Regions from separate parts of the Mus musculus genome. Here regions 2, 3, 4, 5 and 6 are each linked to region 1. Evidence: chromatin contacts called from public HiChIP or PLAC-seq, capture Hi-C and promoter capture Hi-C data. All regions are on one chromosome and are shown on one strand. Each heading gives the region's core, a stretch centred on a gene start, on an enhancer-like site or on the middle of the called end of the contact. The rest is flanking DNA. Distances are from core to core; before and after follow the strand shown.

Region 1 (3,113 bases), core at 319-2,818:
TTCCTGATGGAGTGTGTACCCATCATTTCCAATGTATTTCTGCCAGTGTGAGACAAAATTCGCCCTACTTGGTCCCAATTTTTGATTATACACTGTTCCTCCATCTTCACTATGGGCAGTTGGACTTACAAGACAATGGTTGCTACTGGCAACAGGTTTTGATTTTGCCTTTGATTTGACTAAGAACACATTTCCTTGAACTTTCGCTGTCACCTAACTTGCAGTGTAAGAGTATTTAAGATCCTGTGTATGTGGAAGTCAGCCTTACCCGAGAGCTCTGGCTGCTGCCTACCTATTACAGCCTCGCAGTGAACACTGTGCTGATGCCTCAGGCAGCGGGTTGCTGCTGAGATTCCTAAGCCATTGCTACATTTCTGACCTTATCCACAAGGGTAGAAGAGTGACAGTAGCATGTGTGCCCCAGCTTAAATTCTTAGGTACGATCTAAGACTCCAACCCAACCCTGTAGTTTCCCATTATGGTCGAGCTGTCAGGCTCTGTTGGTAGTTTGGGTGTCTCCCTTTCCTCTTGGGTTACTTATCCCTTGTGGGGTAGAACTGTAAAGTCTGTGAGGTCTGACCACAGCTGTGCCCACAAGGATGTATAGCGAACAGTGCCACAAATAATAAACAGGCGTGACTACATTCCCAAGTGCCCTGGGTTCCCACAGTAACAGACCCACCTGGAGAAGCTGGAAGCCAGGCCATGGTAGGGGTGCTGAGAGCTCTGGCTCTGAGTCAGCTCTACCCTGAGGACATGAAAGACAGAATCCAGGAAAGGAGCCTGGTGCCTCGGGACCCCCTAACAGGTTAGGTAGGACCTCAAAGGATCAGTCAGGGGGCTGGCGAGATGGCTCAGTGGTTAAGCACGCCGACTGCTCTTCCGAAGGTCCCAAGTTCAAATCCCAGCAACCACATGGTGGCTCACAACCATCTGTAATGAGATCTGATGCTGTCTTCTGGAGTGTCTGAAGACAGCAACAGTGTACTTACATATAATAAATAAATAAATCTTAAAAAAAAAAAAAAGGATCAGTCAGGTTCCTCCCTGCATATGCCTCTCCAGTGAGGCCTCAGAAGCCTCGTGGAGCCGGGCAGGAGCTTTGGGAATGTCAGCTCCCACAAGTTGGTCCTGGGCCCACACTGCCTTTCTTGCCCCTGTCTGCATCTTTCAAGTGCCCAGAAAGTCAAAGGGTCCCCTTCTGAAATTTCAGGCTCATAAGTCACTTCCCCTCCAAAAGTCATCTTCCTCCAGCTAGACTCCACCCAGTTAGCACTCCCAAAGCTCTGCCATGGGAGGCAATCCCACAATCTCCCCACCAGGACTGGGAGCTTGTAGAACTGCAGAGTTGCTCAAATTGGTCTGTTTACCATCTCCATCTCCCATGAATTTTGTCCAAAATCATGGGAGATCAATAGGAGCTACCTAGAAGTTACTTCGGAGGGGCCTCTGTAACTCCAGACTGCCCTGGAGGCTGGTTGCTGCCAACTGGGTGTTGGTATAGAGGTGTGTACTTCTTGCCCCGCCTTGCTCCGCCCCGCGGTCCAGTGATTGGCCAGTTCCGATCAGTGGGAAGGGCACTCAGAAAGAAGTACCAGGCCAGTGATGAAGAGAGTACTTTGTGGAACCTCTAGGGTTAGTGTGCTCCAGATCCCATCATGCTTGGCCTCTGGCTGCTCAGCGTCTTATGGACACCAGGTGAGTGATGACTACTTGATTTCAAGGAGCCTATTCATTGCTTGGTGGTGTGCCTAGTGGCCATGTACCATGATCAGCTCACCTTGCCTCCCTGGAGTTGGTCTGGTCCCTGGGTATGGAGAAAGTAGGTAGGAACAGAAAAAGTCAGAATTGAGATTTTTTTTTTTTTTCAAAAGTGAAATGTGAGAGAAATTGTTTCCTGGGATTTTTCTTTTTTCATTGAGCTAGTTACAGGAACAGTAGTGACATCACTAGGCGTGGCACTTACAGGACAGCTTCCCTTGCTGCTGTAGGAGTCCCAGGCAGCAAGGTTCACCTTTGGGATCCTGGGGGATGCATAACTCTAGCTAGGCGGGGACAGAAGCTAGAGGCACGATGGTCCCAGTTCTCTAGCAGCATGGGATCCTGCCTCCCACTGGGAGGCTTGGTTTTCCTGTCCTGGGAGGACCCTGGCTGGAGTGGTCTCTTCTCTTACCTCTCAACCCTGGGGTTAAGTGGCTGTGCCCCTTGCCTATGCAAGAGATCAGCAGGTGGTCTCTAAAACTGGACCTGCCTACAGATAGGTGCTCTCTAAACCAGTCCCCCATCAGTTGTTGAGCAGGAAGTTTTCCGGTGGGAGAGAAAAGCCTGAGGGAGGGTGTGTGTTCATCAGTTAGCTACGATCATGTAGCTAAGGTCAACTCTAGATGTCTGGCAGGCAGACCATAGGGCCTACATGTGTTCTGCCTGTGTAGGTTCAAACAGGCACTGGGGAAGGGTGGGGTGAGTGGATGAGGTTCTTCTGGGGGCACTGTGCCCAGGTGTGCTGGGCTCAGACAGCTTGACTCTGGTGTGATGGAGCTGGTGGTTTAGGCACAAAGCTCTTATCTGGGCCATGGGGTCAGATCCCATTGCTGGCACTGAGCCTTGTGGTGAATACCCAGATAAAAGAGCTAACTCTGGCTAGACACTGCTGGACCTCTGACCCCCCTTTCTCCTGAAGCAGTAGCCCCTGGACCTCCTTTGCCCCATGTGAAACAGTATGAAGTGGTTTGGCCTCGGCGCCTAGCTGCATCCCGCTCCCGCAGAGCCCTGCCCTCCCACTGGGTAAGTCTACCCATTAGCCTGGCCACACAACCTGTGTCTTTAAAAGGACCGGCAGTCTCTGGAGGCTGCCCTGCGCAGCTCCAGAACTTCAACCTGTCTGTGCTTCTGGGCATGGCGATGGTCCTCCTGTGTTTACCACTTCCTCCTGCCTTCTGCTGCCCCGCCCCCAGAAAACAGGGTCCTAGGGCCCCCAAGGTAGCACTAGAGCCCACTCACTTCCTTGCTCCTTTTGAGACCATTGGCCCAGCCTGGAGAGGCCTCTCACCCAGGAAAGGTACAGCAGTTTGTGCTGCCCTGGGCCACTCCCCAGTTTCAGTTGGCAGTGGTTT
Region 2 (3,022 bases), core at 231-2,730, 1.1 Mb before region 1:
ACCTGCTACAGAGGTCAGTATTGGTGTGGGGAAGGGGCCTTCCTTCGCTCCTTCCCATTCAGCTCAGGGGGAGGACAGTCTGATGTTCCCCAGATCCACCCAGGTTAATGAGGCTTCTGGGCAGGGGCTGTTAACCCTTTGACGCTAGTGAGGGCCAGCCTAGGGGGCACACCCCAGCCTGGGGACCTTACGCCCACCCTCAAATTACTATCCTCCTCCCCCTAATTGGCAGGGTAGCCAAGTGATAATTAACCCCTCCGTGTACCCTCCCCCACCCCATGACCCCTGGGCATCAACTTGGCTCCAGAAAGACTTAGGCTCAGATTTTAGGCAGCAATCCAGCTCCTGACCTGCCCTTCTGCCAGACAACCCTCTCCTTCTGGCCAGACATCATGGGACCACTGAGAACTGAGGGCTGGACCTCCGAACAGAGGTTCATTGTACTGGCTAAATTTAATTCCTGTTGTTGTAGCCTGGCAGGTATGGAAAGGATGTTTCTGGAGTGACTGCCTTGAGCCCAGCCTGTCTGAGTGACCCTCTAACACACACAAAGACACAGACACAGACACACACACACACACACACACACACACACACACTGCCCCTGAGGAGTACCCTTTGGGCTATTCTCATGAAGTGTATCTGGGTCACTCCTGGTAGGCCCAGTTCTGCAATTCCTCAGGGAGCCCCTGCTCCAGACAGACCTGGGCTCTATCCAGGATCACCCCTCTCTCACATGCTGTTACCATTTGGTCAGGAGGCACTCTGGCCTCTCTGAGACCTCAAGTATGCCTGTGTTCTGTGGTGCTGGGAGGGAATGTGTTTGGGGGTTTGCCGACAGGTGGGCCTGGCTGCTCACCTTGTGCCTCCAAGTCTTTCCAACTTAGGGAGTGGGTAGGCCCAGCCCCAGGACCCCTGTCCCGGCTGGGGAAGGAGAGATGCCCCACCCAGGCTACTCCCTATGCCTGCTGGGGCGGGGCAGTGACTCAGAACAGGCCTCTGTAAGGTGAGTCAAAGCCTGAACCCCGAGCTTGGACGGCTTCTGCCCCTGGCACCACCACTCCTGCCCTGGCCACCTCCACCGGCCACTGTCACCACTACCAACTTCATTACCCTCTGTCGCCTACCATACCCAAAGTTGGCCTACCTCTGGCGCTCTCCGCGGAGCCATCAAGCTCAGCAGACCCATTGTGCCGCGACTGCTGGCCCAGCTGCAGGAGGCGGGCTCGGACTTGCTCCTGGACTCTGGCAGCTCTAAGTCGATCAGCCTCCGGTCCCTCCGCACCCCGGCGATCCAGCTGTAGGTCCGAAGGCAGAGCCAGGGAGCAAACACCAGTCTCAGGCTGCAGGGCAGACAGCAGGAAGTTACCTTCCTGCATAGTGACAGGGGCGACTAGCCAGCCCACCTGTCCTGGGCCTCTCCCGGTCTTGTCCCTCGAGGCCCGGTTCCAGAGTCTCTTCCTGGCTGGCTCTCATAGACAGACGCCCGCCCGCCCGCCCAGCCCAGAGCTTGGCTGGGGGCGGGGACACCTGGGCCAGGTGGGAGGGAGGGGCCTCTGCCTGCTTAAGGTGGAATTTGGGCGGAAGAACTGGCCCTGCGTGTCCTCAAGTCGCCTGGCCTTCCCTTTCCTCCTGTCCCAGGGCCACAGGAACGTGGGTTCTACTTGCTCTCAGTCTTCCAAGTCCAGACCAAACCCCATGGGTGCCAGCGTTCTCAGTTTGAGAGTAGGGCAGGGAGCCTGTGGGAGCCTGTCACTACAAGCCATATGAGAAGGAATGTCCCAGCCTGGGGGGTTGGGAGCTCTAGAGTACCAAAGACCAAGCAGCTTCCAAGACAGCTGGACCCAGGCTTGTTGAGGTCCCAGCAGGGTTGGCATCCAGACACAGTTTCAGGTTTACAGAGTCCGGATAGAGGATAAAGAACTTGAGTGCTAGAGTTTTAGGGTCAAGAGCAGTACCATGATGGCCCTAAACCTGGGCCTGACAACTCAATAAGAGAGCCCAGTGAGGTAGACATATGTCCACCCCCTGACCTGCGAATCTGGAAACTCACCCCAGCCTCTACCTGTACAGAGGCTTCAGAAGGGCTGCTTGGCCCTCTCTGGCATCTCTCCCCAGCTTCTGCCCCCCAGGCCTGGGGTGGGAGGCCCCGTTCCCAACATCTGAGTCATGGCTGGCAGGCGGGGCTGCCCCAGGGGGTTGACTCAGAGGGGCCTAGGCTCATGTCAGCACCTGCCAGGCTGGGGGGCCAGGAGGTTTGGGGGGAGAGCTGGGCTAGAGAAAGCGGGGAGACTGGAAGTGAGGGGCACCAAAGCTTGTTCCTAGAAGGTCTCCCAAGCACCCCTGTCAGGTAGGCTAGCATGCTGTGAGTTAGGCCGGCCATCTAGGTAGATTGGGAAGGTTAAAAGACAAAACTAGGAAAGTTGGCGTATGGGAACAAGTTGCCTCACGTTCCCTGGGACTTCCCTTAAGTATTCCTGGGTCTCTATCCTAAGGGCTGTACTTTTCTAAAATCTAGTCCCTGGGCTCAGCCTGAGCTCTCTGTCCCACACCAGGCCCTTTAAGAGTCCTGGACTCTTAAAGACATTAACAGAGGGTGACTAGGCGCAGAGTCCTGGAAACGGAGAGTGCTCAGAGAATGACAGCATCCAGGACAGGATCAGGATGAGTAGGAAGGGCTAGAGGATGGGAGTCAGAGGTCAGAGGTCAGAGATTGCTGGGGAGAGAGCACCGAGGGTGAAGCCCCCTACCCCCAGGATAGAATCTGGCGGGGATCTACTGGTTGTGGCTGGAGGCAGGGGCTGGGCAACCTACCTTGCCGCTGGTCTGGCCCCCACTGGCTCCCTGGCTCATTCTGGAGGTCCCTGCTGTAGGACAATTCCTTCTGGGCTCCATCCGGGTCCGAGATCCTGCGGTGGGCTCCATCAGGGCCCAGCTTCTGTGGGCAACAGCCTCTGTTTGGAGATGGTACCGTGGGGGCACCCGAGGGTGGGGTGGGAACGTTGCACACCCATCTCATCAG
Region 3 (3,423 bases), core at 837-3,336, 1.1 Mb before region 1:
GGAGGAGGCCTTCCATGGTGGCTTGCCCCCAAAGACCCTCTAGGTGCAGAAGACTTCTCAGTAAGGGCCTCAGGCCAAGCAAACACCACACTTTTCTTTCTTTAGCTGCCTCACGAACTATGTCAACCATAGCTTGTCTGTCTTCTACACCAAACACTTCAATGACCACAGCAGGATGGAAGGCCAAGAAAACGTGACCGTGTGCAGGTTTGGAACCTTTCATCCCCCATAAACGGCCTCTAAACTCCTGATTCCTGACCTGGGTATTTCCCTACTCCAGGTACCGGGACTACCGAAATGAGCATGACTACAACTTGTCTGAGCAGTTCTGGTTCATTTTGGCCATCCGACTGACCTTTGTTATCCTCTTTGAGGTGGGTAAATTGTGAGTGAGCCTGAGGAGAGGGCTTATTCCTCTTATTCCTCTTTCCTAGCCCCCAAATCCTAAAGATTCTTCCTAGCCACTGACCTTGCTGGGCCACGCTCCCTATTGCCTGCAGCATTTTGCCCTGTGCATCAAACTCATTGCTGCGTGGTTTGTGCCTGATGTGCCCCAGAAAGTGAAGAATGAGGTTCTGCAGGAGAAGTATGACAGAATTCGCCATAGAATGCGGTAGGGATGTAGAGGCTCACCTGGCTGGAGCAGGTCTCTGCCTGGGGACAGGCCTGGCCTCCGACCCATACCAACCCTATCCTTCCTGCAGCTTCAGTTCCAGGAGCACGGATGTATAGACGACCTGGGGCAGGTGGAGAAATGCCACTTTCCAGGAGCCTGGACTAGGAATAAGTCCCCACCTCTACAGCTTGCCCCTATCCATAACAATGTGTATGTATGTGTTGAGGGAGGCTGTAAAATGGCCCATGTATATGTAGGATCCTGGATGGTCTACATATATGTTAATACATGAAGATCAAAGGAGGGCCTAGACTATATGTAGGTGTATATGGGCATCCTACGAAGCCCATGTGTATATGTTAACCACGGGAGACTTGTATATGTAGGGATCATTGAAATCCATGTATATTTAGGGTATTTATGAACGGCACAGATGTGCCTGTGGGGTTTGCTTCAACTTTCCTACGGTTCAGATTGGTACAGACCTGACTTGAGACTCTTGAATGACCCTAGTACCTATAGAACTGCAGGTTGCTCATAAAACCCCCATGCAGTAAAATTAGCCTAAATGCCATGGACCTCCTGGCTTCTGGGCCTCAGATCCTGCTCTGTGGCCTCCTGCTTTGTGGGAAGCCATGGACCTCCTGGCTTCTGGGCCTCAGATCCTGCTCTGTGGCCTCCTGCTTTGTGGGAAGCCTAGAGAGTAACTTCTGGATCCCCTCCCTCCCAGTTAACCTGGATCCGTACAGCGGCAAAACTTTTTACAAGCAAAATAAACCTGTGTGTATTGATTTCTGAGCCTCATGATGTAGATCCAGTTTCTAGAGATTATTTCTTCCCTGGGCTAGATTGAGATGGGATGAATTATGGCAGCCTGGGGCCACCTGGCTCTTCTTTGGTTTGCCTCATTGTCTTTGGTTTTTGTTTGGTTGGTTGGTTGGTTTTTCAAGACAGGGTTTCTCTCTATAGCCCTGGCTGTCCTGGAATTCACTTTGTAGACCAGGCTGGCCTCGAACTCAGAAATCCGCCTGCCTCTGCCTCCCGAGTGCTGGGATTAAAGGCATGCGTCACCACCGCCCGGCTTTGCCTCTTTGTCTAAGCGCGGGGCACCTTATGGAAGAAGGTTCTTCCAAATATCTGGGGTTTTGAGTGGCAAGAGAAGACACGGGGTCAGTTATGAGTGGGATGTGAATCAAGAAAGACTTTCTGGAGGAAAAGGAAGAGTTTGGGCTGGAGAGGCAAAACACCATGACAGTCAGCAGGGTGGCCCTTTGCGGGTTGCGCTGGTTGGGCTCCTTTGGTCAAACCAAACCCTGCCCCTAAGCCGGGAAGTTTGAAGATCCCGGGACGGAACTTCCTACACTCACCAGCACTAGCCTCAGGCTTAAAGCGGGACACTAGGTCCGCCCTAGCCCTGCCTGCGGGGCGGGGCTGCACCTGCCGCTGGGTCTGTCGCCGCTGCGCACCTCGGACAGGTAAACTGTCAGCTTCCGCGCGAGTCTCAGGTGGGTGGCAGTCGTGACTCAGACACGCGGAGGTGAGTAGAGGTCCTGGTTCCTGGAGCCGCTCCAGTTTTAGGGTTGAGGACCTGGGAGCACTTTGCTCCGAGGAGCCTTGGGGCCATGGTCCCGCAGGAAGTAGCTCTGAACCAGACGGGTTTCCCGCTCAGCCCGGAAGCTCGAGAGCACTGCGTCCAGTCCCCTTCTCTGGCCTTGCTCTTTTCATTCTGCCCAACATGGTCAATAGCTTCCTCTTGATTTAAGTGCAAGCCTGTAGAGGCGGGCGAGGGGTCGTAATACCTCGCCTTCGCTCCCAACAAACGTATCTCAAACCTAAGCAAGTCTAGGACACCTGAGCAGAGTGAGAGGCTGGCAGGGACCCGGGCTCGCGGGGACCCTAGCAGAGCCTTCGCCTCCTGTGAGCGCCAGCGTTCGGTGCGCGCCCAGACTAGCTGTCGGCGCGCTTCCGCTCTCCGTGCGCGTCCCCATCTTCTGCACGCGTGCCTGATAGGTCGGCTTGCCTCACCTGTTGAGTTCCGGGAAACAGGTCGTGCGCCACCCGCAGAAGACCAAGGGCAAGAAGTAGGAGCTGGATGAACTCGGGGAATTGGTCTCCTCGAGGCCTTTTATGCACACTCCTTTCTTTAAAGAAAGATATGTGGGGATCCAACACACACCAGAAACAGGGGCGGCGCAAGAGTAGCGCTGAGCAGCACCCAGGTGTCGAGATGCTGAGCAGCAAAAAACCGGATCCACAAGTGGGGAGCGGGCCTGGGGCTTCGAGCTCCGAAGCTCCAGAACACTCACTCATCTGATAGCACAGGATGCCCCTATAGCTCAAGGACTGTGCCTCCAGGACCTGGGCCTTCCAGGAACCTCAAAATACGGAGGCAATGCTGAGTGATCCGAGGGTCTAGGCTGGGATTTAAATTCTGAGGCCCTGGAGTGCCTTCAAAAGACTGCAGAGGCAAATATCTGAGGCCATCTGAGTTTTTATGCAAGAGTGGCCTGAGGCTGGGGTATGGGATAGAACAGTGGTTCTCAACCTTCCTTTAATACAGTTCTTGTTGTGGTGACTCCCAACCATAAAGTTATTTTTGTTGCTACTTCATAACTAATTTTGCTACTGTTATGAAGCTGCAACTCTTTAATCTTTAATACAATTCCCCATGTTGTGGTGACCCCCAACCATAAGGTTATTTTTTTTTCTTTTTTTTGGGGGGGGGGTTCGAGACAGGATTTCTCTGTGTATCCCTGGCTGTCCTGGAACTCACTTTGTAGACCAGGCTGGCCTTGAACTCAGAAATC
Region 4 (3,364 bases), core at 210-2,709, 1.0 Mb before region 1:
TTTATTGTCGGGCTATTTGTCATAGCAGCAGAACTGGAACCAGAACACCAAGTCTTCGAAAGTCAGTCCATGCTTTATACTCCATGCGCCCGATGGGTACAACTTACCACATGCCAACACCCTTGGTCACACAATTACCTTAAGGAAGATCCAGCACAGCAGTTTTTTTTTTTTTTTTTTTAGATTTATTTTATTTCTATGACTACACTGTAGCTGTCTTCAGACACACCAGAAGAGGGCAAAGGATCCCATTACAAATGGTTGTGAGCCACCATGTGGTTGCTGGGAATTGAACTCAGGACCTCTGGAAGAGCAGTCAGTGCTCTTAATCACTGAGTCATCTCTCCAGCCCCAAGCACAGCAGCTTGAAGGAACCCAAAAGTCCAGGCTGCTAGGACAAGACATTCTATCCTTGGTGGCCTGGCCATGCTGAGATCTACTGGTCCTGGGGCTTCTGAGAACACAGTAAGAGCAGGTAGCCTAGCATCTGTGGTGTGAGGAGAGGGCCGGGGCCTGGGGGTGGGGACTGTTCCAGGAACATAATTTCTGTCATTCAGAGGAAACTGAAGAGCACATTCATAACTTGCTTTATCTCTTTCCGATCCTGTTTTGCCATCTTTCCGGCAGGGTGTACTGAGGCAAGAAAAAGAGATTGCAGTGTCAGAAAGGTCTCGGCCAACCAGGTGTTGCGAATTTCGTGGCCTCACTGGGTGTGGTCCAGACATATCCATCTTCCCCCAAACTCCAAGTCTTTTAGTAAAAGGATAAAGGTTGAGAAGGGAAAGTGGAATCACATGAATAAGTTAGTTAGCACTGCAAAGGCGCTGCCAAGTGTCTGAAATAAATAGTGCAGTCTCCCAGCCTGTGAGCAGAGCCCTGGCCTGAAAGGCACCGTACTGACCATCCATTGGTCCTGGCTCAACAGGGATGGCAGTGATTTGTAGCTTTCTCTGGCCCTGGTCTGAAGCAAGTCAGCCAGTAAGTGGACATGGGTTTCTGCAGAGAAGGCTCCTATCTTGAGGACTGACCTTCGGCACCCTGGAGATGGGATGGTAGAAGGCTTCAGGTTCCTGACTGGGGAAATAGCTGCTGTAGCTATTGGCCTGGGCTGGGGAGGTAGAGGACTAAGTCCTGAACTGGGATCTGGTATAGGAGGGTCTCCCGATTTTTGCCCTTCTTGAACCCTATCCTAGTGTGATTACCATTCAGTAATCTGTTTTCACTTCCCACTTCCCAGACAGTTCATTGGTTTACAAACAGGAACAGAAATTTTGGAGAAAGTAGAACTTTGAAGAGGCCACTGAGGAGGTGGTGGAGGCGGGGGCGGAGGTGGGGTGGGGAGGGTGTGTGGGGTATGAAGCAATCTTATGTAACCCCTCCCCATGCATGTGGATCTTACACCACAATGGTTCTATAAAAGTGCCTGTGACTCCACCACCCATATGAACTTCCTTGAAACAAGAGCTTCCTTGCTTCCTTTAAGCACAAAAACATGGTTAAGAGGGATCCTGACTCAGCTCCAGTGCCATCCACTGTGGTTTGCATCAACAGTGATGTTATCCAGCCGGATCACATTACCTGGTCTACATTTAACACAGTGTTCATGAATGGCTGCTGCCTGGGTTTCATTGCCTACATCTACTCGGTGAAGGTGAGTGTTGTAGAAGGTATGTATGTGGTTGTGGCTCCTCCTGCCCAGAGGACACCTGGGTCATGTACAGCTTTGTGTTTGTGTATGTGTGACACACCTTGGTGTCCTGAATGTACTTATGTGTTTGTATGTATAGACTGTGTAAGTAGCATATAGAATGTATATGTGGGTTGTATGTAGGAGACTCTCCTATGTAAGCAAAAGGAGAGAATGCCCAGGGATTCTGGGGTGAGACTGTCTCCACTCTAGTTTAGAGGGATTCATTCTGCTTACTGCTTAGTTTCTGGAATGCCCCTTCACCCTGCAGACTGGGGCACCAGGCTGGGTGCAAGTGAGACTTACAAAAAATGGTGCCCCATGGTGAGCTGAGCATACAGTTCTTGGGTCTGCTGAATGGTCTGAGTGTGTGAAAGGGAGAGGGGTCCCTGATATTAGGAAGGAGACTGCACTGAGCGGGAAGGACAATGGGGAAACTGAGGCAAAGCATCTGGCTCTTGATGACTTGCTCCAAGGCCACACTGATCTTTTCATCTCTTTCAGTCCAGGGACCGGAAGATGGTGGGCGACATGACTGGGGCCCAATCCCATGCTTCAACCGCCAAGATTCTGAACATCCTTGCTCTGGTCATCTCCCTCATCTTCTACATCATGCTTATCGTTTTATACAGCTTTAACTTACTAGGTAACCAAAGATAATAGAACCACTAGTTAGGTACTAACTAGTTAGTTAGCTAATTATTAATTAACTAAACTAGTACCGAATTTAGTATCTTTAGTACCTATTAGATACTAAGGGTGGGACTCCATGCACTGTCAAAGTCAATGGACTACTAAATTCTTCCATGCACTGTCTTCGTGAAGAAAGCATTCATGTGCTCTGCCCCTCAGAGTTGCCCCTTATCCTGGCCAGAGGCCCTAACCTGTCACTCTACCCTCCTGTAAATGTTTATCCTCATGCATATGTTCACAGTGGATTCAATAAAGTGCACGTGGTAGCGATTGTGGTGAGACTTCCTATCCCCTGACTGCTCCCTACTGAGCTTACTCAGAGTTTCCCTGGCTTTCTCCTTGTTGAAGAGGTAGGGGTGTGGATGGGGTGGGTGTGGATGGGTGTATAGTGCAGGGCATCCACAGATAAGTAGGATTCTGGCCTCAGGATGGAGACAGCAGCTGACAAGCATCCTGAATAGTGTTCTCTTTTACCTAGCAGTCCCAGGCAGGCAGTAACTAAGCATTGCTTACCTCCGGCTCCATGTCCCTAGAGTACAGGAAGGGTGCAGAGGCATGTACTAGTGAGTTTTCAGTCCAGGGATAGAGGACCAGCCCAGGGTCCTCCACTTTTAGGAGGAAGAAATCTTGACCCAGACACGCTGTGTTCAAGAACTCTATGGTGGCCTTCGGCTTGGATTCTGGCCCCTCCCTTCTCACACACATCTCACAGGCTTATTTCAGGTCAGGGATGGGCAGTGGGAAGTGACCATGGAATCTTTGATGCTAGGTGCCATGTTGATCCAGGGTATTATCTCTCTGTGAGTCCTCAGATCCTGAAGTGGGGAGGGTCAGGTCTGGAGGGGCCTTGGCACCCTTCATTAGTCTGTCCTCAAAATTCACCTGTGGGCATACATTTTTTGCAACCTACTTTTATTAAGGGTTCAACCTCTCCTCTAGCCTACCACCTAGCAGAGGTAGTGGAAGAGAAGTTATTAGGATATG
Region 5 (3,370 bases), core at 815-3,314, 1.6 Mb before region 1:
GATGGCTTCTCTACCAATCAGCCAGTAAGTTATTTACCAAGTTCTTACCATGTACCACCTCTGATCAAACACAGGGCATGTCTAACAAGTGGTAACCTGTTGGGTGAGAAACTGGCTTTCACTCTCAATGTCCTGCACAAATGTAACCCTCTTCAGAAGGATGGAGCTGGGGAAATGGTTCAGGGGGTAAAGATACTTGCTGCCACACCTGAAGACCCACATGATGAAAAGGGGAAACAGACTTCTGAGAGAGACGTCCTCTGACCAGAACACAGGCACCATGGCTTGTGGGTGAGTACACATACACACACAACACAAACACTTATAAATGTAATTTTTTACAAAAATTTTAAGAAAATAACAGCTGGGCGGTGGTGGCGCACACCTTTAATCCCAGCACTTGGGAGGCAGAGGCAGGTGGATTTCTGAGTTCGAGGCCAGCCTGGTCTACCAAGTGAGTTCCAGGACAGCCAGGGTTATTAAAGAAACCCTGTCTTGAAAAAACCAAAAAGAAAAAGAAAAGAACAAAATGCTTCATGACTATGAATGTTATTGTCTAAAATTTTGGTAAGCCCTGATCCAAGGATGCCTGTATCTTTGCAGAGCAGGGAGGGACAGAAATCTACCTCTTCCAGAGTCCTACAGACCCAGGCAAGCTGGGGTCCTGCACACAGTCTTAGGGAATACAGTATAAATTTAAGTGTTAGTGTGACGACACACTGGGCAAAATTCCTCAGGAAGCATATTAATCTCTAAAGTAACAAAAATCATGGAGTCAGCTATTTGCTGGATACCAAGAAAAAAATAAACTGACAGGAAAATGGCTTTTCTTCTCATCAGTAAGGGGGTGTCTGATAACCCTCAGAAGTTTCTGTAAGCCAAAGTCCTGGGCACCCGCCCTGCCTGACCTTTAACCTTCCGACCCATTTCACTTTGAGCAGATTTTTTTTTTCCACCCAGGGGACACTGGCTACAGAACTGCTCAGCGGAGAAGCAGGCGCAGCTTCCAGCATCCACACCCGGCTGCTCCCGGTTCCCTGGGGGAATGAGTCACTTTAATCGCAGTGGGTGAGATCTAATCATCGCCCAACATGCCGCCTGAATCAGGTCCGAGAGACGTATAGTGTCCCTATCCCCGCCCAAAGAGAAATCCACGCTGTTTTGGAAAAGGCTGGGTTAAAGGCTCCATTACTAGAAAGACCAAGATGACATCATGCTGGGGAGGGGCGTCTAGGGCCGGAAACCCCTCGACTGTGCCACAAACCCCACAGACTCCCCACCGCGCCCCGCACTCCCATCGCTACACCTAGATCTCAAGACACCTAAGCCCCGCACCTCAGTCTGAACACCCACAGGCAATCTCCCAACTGTCCAAACCCATACATGCAATCACTCTACCAGGGGTCCGCACCCCAGATCTCTGCCTAACATCTCTGCTCCTACCCCAACCCCACTGCCAGATTTGCACCTCCAGGACCCTGCCCCACTCACCAGCACGAATCTTCACTCTACACCTCATCTTCGGGTCAGGACTTGGGACACCACCACCATCACCCCAGTCTGGTCCCCCCGCAGCAGGCTACCAACTCCCGCCAGATGTGCACCCAGGACGCGCGCTCTGCACCCTAAGCGCCCGCGCGGGACCCCCGCCCCACCGCGCGATCTGCACTCCACAGCCCTCCTTCTCAAGCCTGAGCGGACCCGCGCACCGGCCCACACCCCTCTCCCCGTTCCGGCCGAACCCCCCAGACCCCCGGCCGCACCTGCGGACCCCCGGCCGCGCCCCCGCTCAGGCCCGCCCGGCGTCTGGCACTCACAGTTGCGGATGTCGGAGATGAAGACCGCTAGGCCTCGCATCCCGTCCCCCTTGGATACGGCCGGCATCTTTGCGCCCCGGGAGCGGCCTCGGCGGCGGGCTAGAACAGCACGGGCGCGGCGGTCACGCCGAAGAGCCCTGGAGCGCGGAGCCGCCTAGCCACAGCCGCCTCGGGCCCCCGAGCGCCGCTCGCTGGGCTGCGCGCGCGAGCACGCACGACGCACGCGCTGGCGCGCACGCTGAGCCTCGCGCCCGGCGACGGGCGGTGCAAGAGAGCGTGCGCATTCTCGCGGTGCTGGGGGGCGGGGGGAGGACGAGGAGGATGGGGGCGTGGCGCGGGATAGAGCCGGATTGCTGCTTGGAGAACCGGAGCTGTGCGGAGCGCGCAGGCGCTACACCTCCTGGTATCACCGCCTGGTGAAGGATCCTTCCAATGTATACCGGAGTAGCCCCGATCTCGCTCTCACGGGTGAGCCCGGCTTTACCTAGACAGAGACACTGACACCAGTGCGGGATCAACCCAGTGTCACACAGGGGTGTAGGGGAGGAGCGGGCTGCACTAGCACCTACAGCAGTCAACCTTTGCCTGTGCAAACCGGCCCCAGAGCCCTGGCAGTTGGACTGACCTACCCCAGGCCACCGGCGTGGAACCGGAGTGAGAGGCGTTTACAAGCCTCTAAACTGGGACAAAAGGAAGCGCTACTCCAGGTTCCTACTTCCCTTACAAATGGGGAAACTGAGGCTTGAAGCTAGACTGACCACTCTTGCCGAGGTGACTGTTGTCTGGAGTACAACCTCTCAGCATTCATCCAGGCCCCTTTGCTTATTGCTTCTGCTCCCCTGTTCCCCTCTCTAGCGAGGTGGCCCCATTGGATCCTTCCTATGGACCCATTTTGCAGAAGAGCGGGATTGGCCCACCACTCCAGGAAGTGGAGATCATGGTGGCTCTTCCCTAGCTCTCTTCTGTGAAGAGGAAGCTTCACACCTAAGGTGGTTATCATGATCCAGACCCACTAGGCAGAACTCTCTGTCCCTTGCTTTTATACAGATGTGGTAGAGCCTAGTCCAGAGAATAAGAGGCACGACCCTCCTATAAATCAGGCAGTCCACCAAGGTCCCAGGACTGATGGAAGAAACTGAGAACATAATAAGCCAAATCTCTGGTGAGGCTGCTGAATTTGCCTGACTTTTTAAGAGGTGAAAGAGCCAGCACCAGAAAATAAACTTCCTCCAGCTTGTCTGCACCATCAAAAAGATGCTTCTGGGCCATATAAGGAGTGCTGGACAGGTGGCAATAGGAATCCCATTGCTTATGCCCAGACAGGAATGAGACTGCAGGAGATTCTCAGACTCCTCCATTGTACTGACTCTGAGAGTCACCACAGCCATCCTATAGTTAGTATTTTAAATAATTTCATTATAAATTATTTATTGAAAGGGGTGTGCAATGTGGAACTCAAAGGACACTTTGTGAGAGTCAATTTTTTTCCTTCCACCTTGTGAGTCCCAGGAAGCACCTTTACCCACTGAGCCATGTCTAAAAAATGGTTAATC
Region 6 (3,335 bases), core at 526-3,025, 1.1 Mb before region 1:
GGTGGCCAGACAGGAGATGGCCTTCAGCCCAGAGAAGAGAGTGTGTGGCTGGGGCCCCATCTGTGCCGCCCAGGCTGCTTCTAGCAGTGCCATTGGGCAGGACTGATCTTCCAGGATCCAGAATAGATCCTACCCACCTAGGAGGAGTCAGAGCCAGCTGCCCTCGTGATCAATCTTCAACAGTGGGGTTCCCTGTCTTCATTCCTTCCTGGTTGGTCTCAGACAGAAACAAATTGCTCAGGAAGTCAGCTGAACCCACAAGGGCAGCTGGTGGGAGCTGGCTTTATTGGGTACTGGGTCAGCTCTGAGTCCAGACTTATCTCTTCGGGATAGAGCTGTGGCAGGATATCTTGAAGACGTCACAGCTAATAAGGTACATGGTTTGGGATGACCCATAGACTTTCTTGAGGGCTGGGATCTGTCTCAGATCCTTGGCCCAGGATCTGCTGGAAGATGTCTGGAAACAGTTGTCCAGGCATAAGAAGAGGCAGAGGGCCTCTGCAGGCAGGAGACAGGTGCAGGGCTGAAAAGGGAGTTCTGGATCCATCAGGTGGACTGGACCAGAACATAGTGAGCCAGTGTCACTGCTCTGAGACTTTGAGAGGAGAGATACTTGCTCCCCTCCTCAGCTCACCAGCTTCCCTCACAAAGATGGGGCTGAGCTCTACGTGGCTTGGTTAGGCTTCTCCAGGCTCATTCCCTGGTCTTTCTCTACCTAGCTGTCATTGATGTTCACCCTGCTCTGGAGAGTTTTCCCCCAAGGTGTGGGTCCAATGGCCACCAACTCCAGAGGTTCTCCCCGGATTCTTACCCACAGGCCTAAGTTGCTTTGTACATCCTCTGACCACTCTTAAACGTGCAAACTACAGCAAGCATTTACTCAAGTTAGCATTGGTCCCTAGCACACAGACATCTCAGTTCACTCACAGGTGTACCCAGGGTTTCCAGCTGCTCTGGCCACTCTAGGCAGCTGGATCCCTCAACACCACCCTTACCTCCCCACCTTCCAGAAGATGAGGAAACCGAGGCCCTGCTAAGTAGGCAATGGCCTGACAAGCCTCTTAGCTGAGGGCACCGGTTCCCCCAAGGGCCCACCGTTAACTCCATCACCACCGGATCTAAGCCAGATTCCAGGGTCGGAAAAGGTAGGGATGAGCCCCGAGGGTCCCTGGCGTTACTGCTGACGTCACTGGGCGTCCCGCCGAACAGAACCGCGACCCCTCCCCCAATATAGCTGAGCTGGGAGGAGCAGGACAGCAGGGGCTCTGGGCAGTCAGACCCCCAGGCCTTGGGAGGTCCGGGCCCTCTCGCTACGCGCCATCGCGTACCTCGCCCGTAGCCCAGCCGCTGGCGTAGCGCGCGGCCCGGGCGCACCAGGCTCCGGTGCACATACGTGAGCCACGCGGCGCAGGTGAGCAGCAGCAACAGCAGCAGCAGCTTCATCTGCTTGCGGACCTTCTTCACCGGGAACCACGGCATCGCGGCGCCACAATCAGGGGCGTCGCTGCGGCCCCCCGGCCCCGCCTGCCCCGCCCCACATCCCCCGGCCCACCCTGCTGCGCTTAGCGCCTGCAGCACCGCATGGTCCTTTGTCCGCTGCGGGGACTACGGGATTCGGCCACTACTCCCGGGCTGCTCAGGCCGCGGTCGGGGTGGGCGGCGGGAGCGGCTCCTTGAGGCGCTCCCCCGCCCGCCCCTCCCGGCTGCTCACGCTCCTCTGGACGCCGCGGGACCGAGCAGCATCCACGCTGCGGTGCTACCCAGCGTGAAACGGGACCGATGGTCGCGGTGCCCGAGCCAATCGGCCGCGGCCAGCCCGCGTACAACCAATCCGTGATGCTCGGAGGCGGGGTGGCGCGTTAGGGTGTGCCAATGATCCACACGACGCGCGCATTCACCTGGTGTTCGCCGGCCGCGCGCCCGGGGATGCGGGGGTTGTGGGGACCGAATCTGCGGTGAGGGACACCAGGGACGTCGGGGAGAGGGATGTAAGAGGTCGTTGTTACTGTGGAGGCCATGGCAGGGACGAGGGGTGCTGCGGGAATCCGGCTGCGTGTCTGGGAAAACGCTGGGAATAATGAGCACGCAGAGAAGGAGCTCAGCCTTCCTCTCAGTCGGACTAAAACGAGGCTGGGATGTTCTCGGCTAGCTGTAAGGAAGGACAGGTGGGTGGAGGGTGGTTCTATCCAGATAGCTTCAGTTGTGCACTCCATTCGCTTTCTAGCTGGTGCATCCCAGCCCTCCTGACTACCACCTCTCTCCCACCTTACCACCAGCCGCTTCTCTTTGAGGTTCCAGCCTAATGACCAGGGTACTTCAGTTGGTGTAGCAGAAGCTGCTGTGAGCCTGCAGAGCTCGTGGGTTAGGAATGGGGACTGGACATTTAAATAGTCTCCCTTCCTCCGTGATGCCATGGCCTTAAGTAGAAAGAAGCCATTGGAAGGAGATGGAATCTCTTAGAGACCTTCGCACCCTGGGTGGGTGTGCCCCAGTGGAGATGACTGGGCAACTTCCAGTGTCTGTTCTAAGGGGTGGCCTCCAGCTCAGTAGGCAAGGGAGCCTTCCCATACCACATGCACCACTGTGCTGTTTGCAAGGTGGCTTTGCTGGTTTTGTTTAGTTTGTGTTGTTTTGAGACAGTGTCTCACTGTGTAGCCTTAGTTGGCCTGGAGCTCTTAGACCGCTGCTTGCCTCTGCCTCCTGAGTGCTGGGATTCAAGGCATGTGTCACCACACCTGGCTTGCCTTTGTTTTTAACATTACCCCACCATCACTATGTATCCTTGGGACATAAAATCAAATTGGCCACATTTCTTTCTTTAAAAAAAAAACTTTTTAATTGTTTCTGTCGGGTTTTTTTGTTTTGTTTTGTTTTGTTTTAACTTTCTTCCAGGCATCAGCTGCTGTTCTCATCAGCTGGTTTCCTGTCCTGACTTTGTTTCTGATGCCTGCACTTGTTTATATCCTGAACATTGTCTCAGCACACACCAGCTTGTTGTAGCTACTTTTTCATCTTCCTAGTCATCCAGCTAAAAGACATCTTTACAACAGGAAGACTTGAGGGAGCAATAGAGAAGAACAAGAAGAAGAAAAGAGAGGGTCTCTGCTGTCTTATGTTTACTGGACAGAGGCAGAAAACAAATAATGTTTGTTGTTGTTCTGATTTGTTTTTGTTTTGTTTTGTTTTGGTTTGGTTTTGGTTTTTGAGGCAGGGTTTCTCTGTGTAGCCCTGGCGGTCCTGGAACTCACTCTGTAGACCAGGCTGGCCTTGAACTCAGAAATCCACCTGCCTCTGCCTCCCAAGTGCTGGGATTAAAGGCATGAGCCACCACTGCC

Evidence for each region. Promoter capture Hi-C pulls out the DNA fragments that hold promoters and counts their contacts. HiChIP or PLAC-seq counts read pairs in DNA pulled down with a chosen protein or histone mark. Capture Hi-C pulls out chosen DNA fragments and counts their contacts.
Region 2: an H3K4me3 HiChIP or PLAC-seq map of bone marrow-derived macrophages shows a contact between it and region 1, with 2.8 times the contacts expected there. The contact joins the promoter of Pkp3 here to the promoter of Adam8 in region 1. A contact is called at or near these places in 5 of 39 promoter capture datasets (the 3T3-L1 cell line, cranial neural crest, frontonasal cranial neural crest and 2 more) and 3 of 115 datasets of contacts at active chromatin or transcription factors (bone marrow-derived macrophages, embryonic forebrain and embryonic hindbrain).
Region 3: a contact with region 1 is called in a promoter capture Hi-C map of hippocampal neurons, with 5 times the contacts expected there. The contact joins the promoter of Sigirr here to the promoter of Adam8 in region 1. A contact is called at or near these places in 6 of 39 promoter capture datasets (cranial neural crest, frontonasal cranial neural crest, hippocampal neurons and 2 more) and 1 of 9 other capture datasets (adipose tissue).
Region 4: a contact with region 1 is called in a promoter capture Hi-C map of second pharyngeal arch cranial neural crest. The contact joins the promoter of Ifitm6 here to the promoter of Adam8 in region 1. A contact is called at or near these places in 7 of 39 promoter capture datasets (the HPC-7 cell line, HPC-7-derived erythroid cells, cranial neural crest and 5 more), 2 of 484 Hi-C or Micro-C datasets (bone marrow-derived macrophages and embryonic stem cells) and 1 of 115 datasets of contacts at active chromatin or transcription factors (bone marrow-derived dendritic cells).
Region 5: a contact with region 1 is called in a capture Hi-C map of embryonic stem cells, with 2.8 times the contacts expected there. The contact joins the promoter of Ap2a2 here to the promoter of Adam8 in region 1. A contact is called at or near these places in 1 of 39 promoter capture datasets (pre-B cells) and 1 of 9 other capture datasets (embryonic stem cells).
Region 6: an H3K4me3 HiChIP or PLAC-seq map of embryonic forebrain shows a contact between it and region 1, with 5 times the contacts expected there. The contact joins the promoter of B4galnt4 here to the promoter of Adam8 in region 1. A contact is called at or near these places in 3 of 115 datasets of contacts at active chromatin or transcription factors (bone marrow-derived macrophages, embryonic forebrain and embryonic hindbrain).

The regions. Positions count from the first base shown.
Region 1 is chr7:139,991,017-139,994,129 of GRCm38.p6, reverse strand. It overlaps Adam8 (a disintegrin and metallopeptidase domain 8), which reads left to right and starts at 1,568. Exons shown (of 24, transcript NM_001291066.2): 1 at 1,568-1,698; 2 at 2,684-2,784. The coding sequence starts at 1,659.
Region 2 is chr7:141,078,227-141,081,248 of GRCm38.p6, reverse strand. Pkp3 (plakophilin 3) reads right to left here and starts at 1,480. Exons shown (of 13, transcript NM_019762.2): 1 at 1,148-1,480. The coding sequence starts at 1,379.
Region 3 is chr7:141,099,209-141,102,631 of GRCm38.p6, reverse strand. It overlaps Sigirr (single immunoglobulin and toll-interleukin 1 receptor (TIR) domain), which reads left to right and starts at 2,086. Exons shown (of 10, transcript NM_001355055.1): 1 at 2,086-2,153. Ano9 (anoctamin 9) reads left to right here. Exons shown (of 24, transcript NM_178381.3): 21 at 106-207; 22 at 281-374; 23 at 501-613; 24 at 705-1,413. The coding sequence ends at 732.
Region 4 is chr7:141,014,987-141,018,350 of GRCm38.p6, reverse strand. Ifitm6 (interferon induced transmembrane protein 6) reads left to right here and starts at 1,459. Exons shown (of 2, transcript NM_001033632.1): 1 at 1,459-1,651; 2 at 2,192-2,539. The coding sequence starts at 1,493. The coding sequence ends at 2,347.
Region 5 is chr7:141,560,874-141,564,243 of GRCm38.p6, reverse strand. Ap2a2 (adaptor-related protein complex 2, alpha 2 subunit) reads right to left here and starts at 2,064. Exons shown (of 22, transcript NM_007459.3): 1 at 1,818-2,064. The coding sequence starts at 1,884.
Region 6 is chr7:141,059,418-141,062,752 of GRCm38.p6, reverse strand. B4galnt4 (beta-1,4-N-acetyl-galactosaminyl transferase 4) reads right to left here and starts at 1,775. Exons shown (of 20, transcript NM_177897.4): 1 at 1,329-1,775. The coding sequence starts at 1,479. Gm39114 (a long non-coding RNA gene) reads left to right here and starts at 1,714. Exons shown (of 2, transcript XR_881000.2): 1 at 1,714-1,955.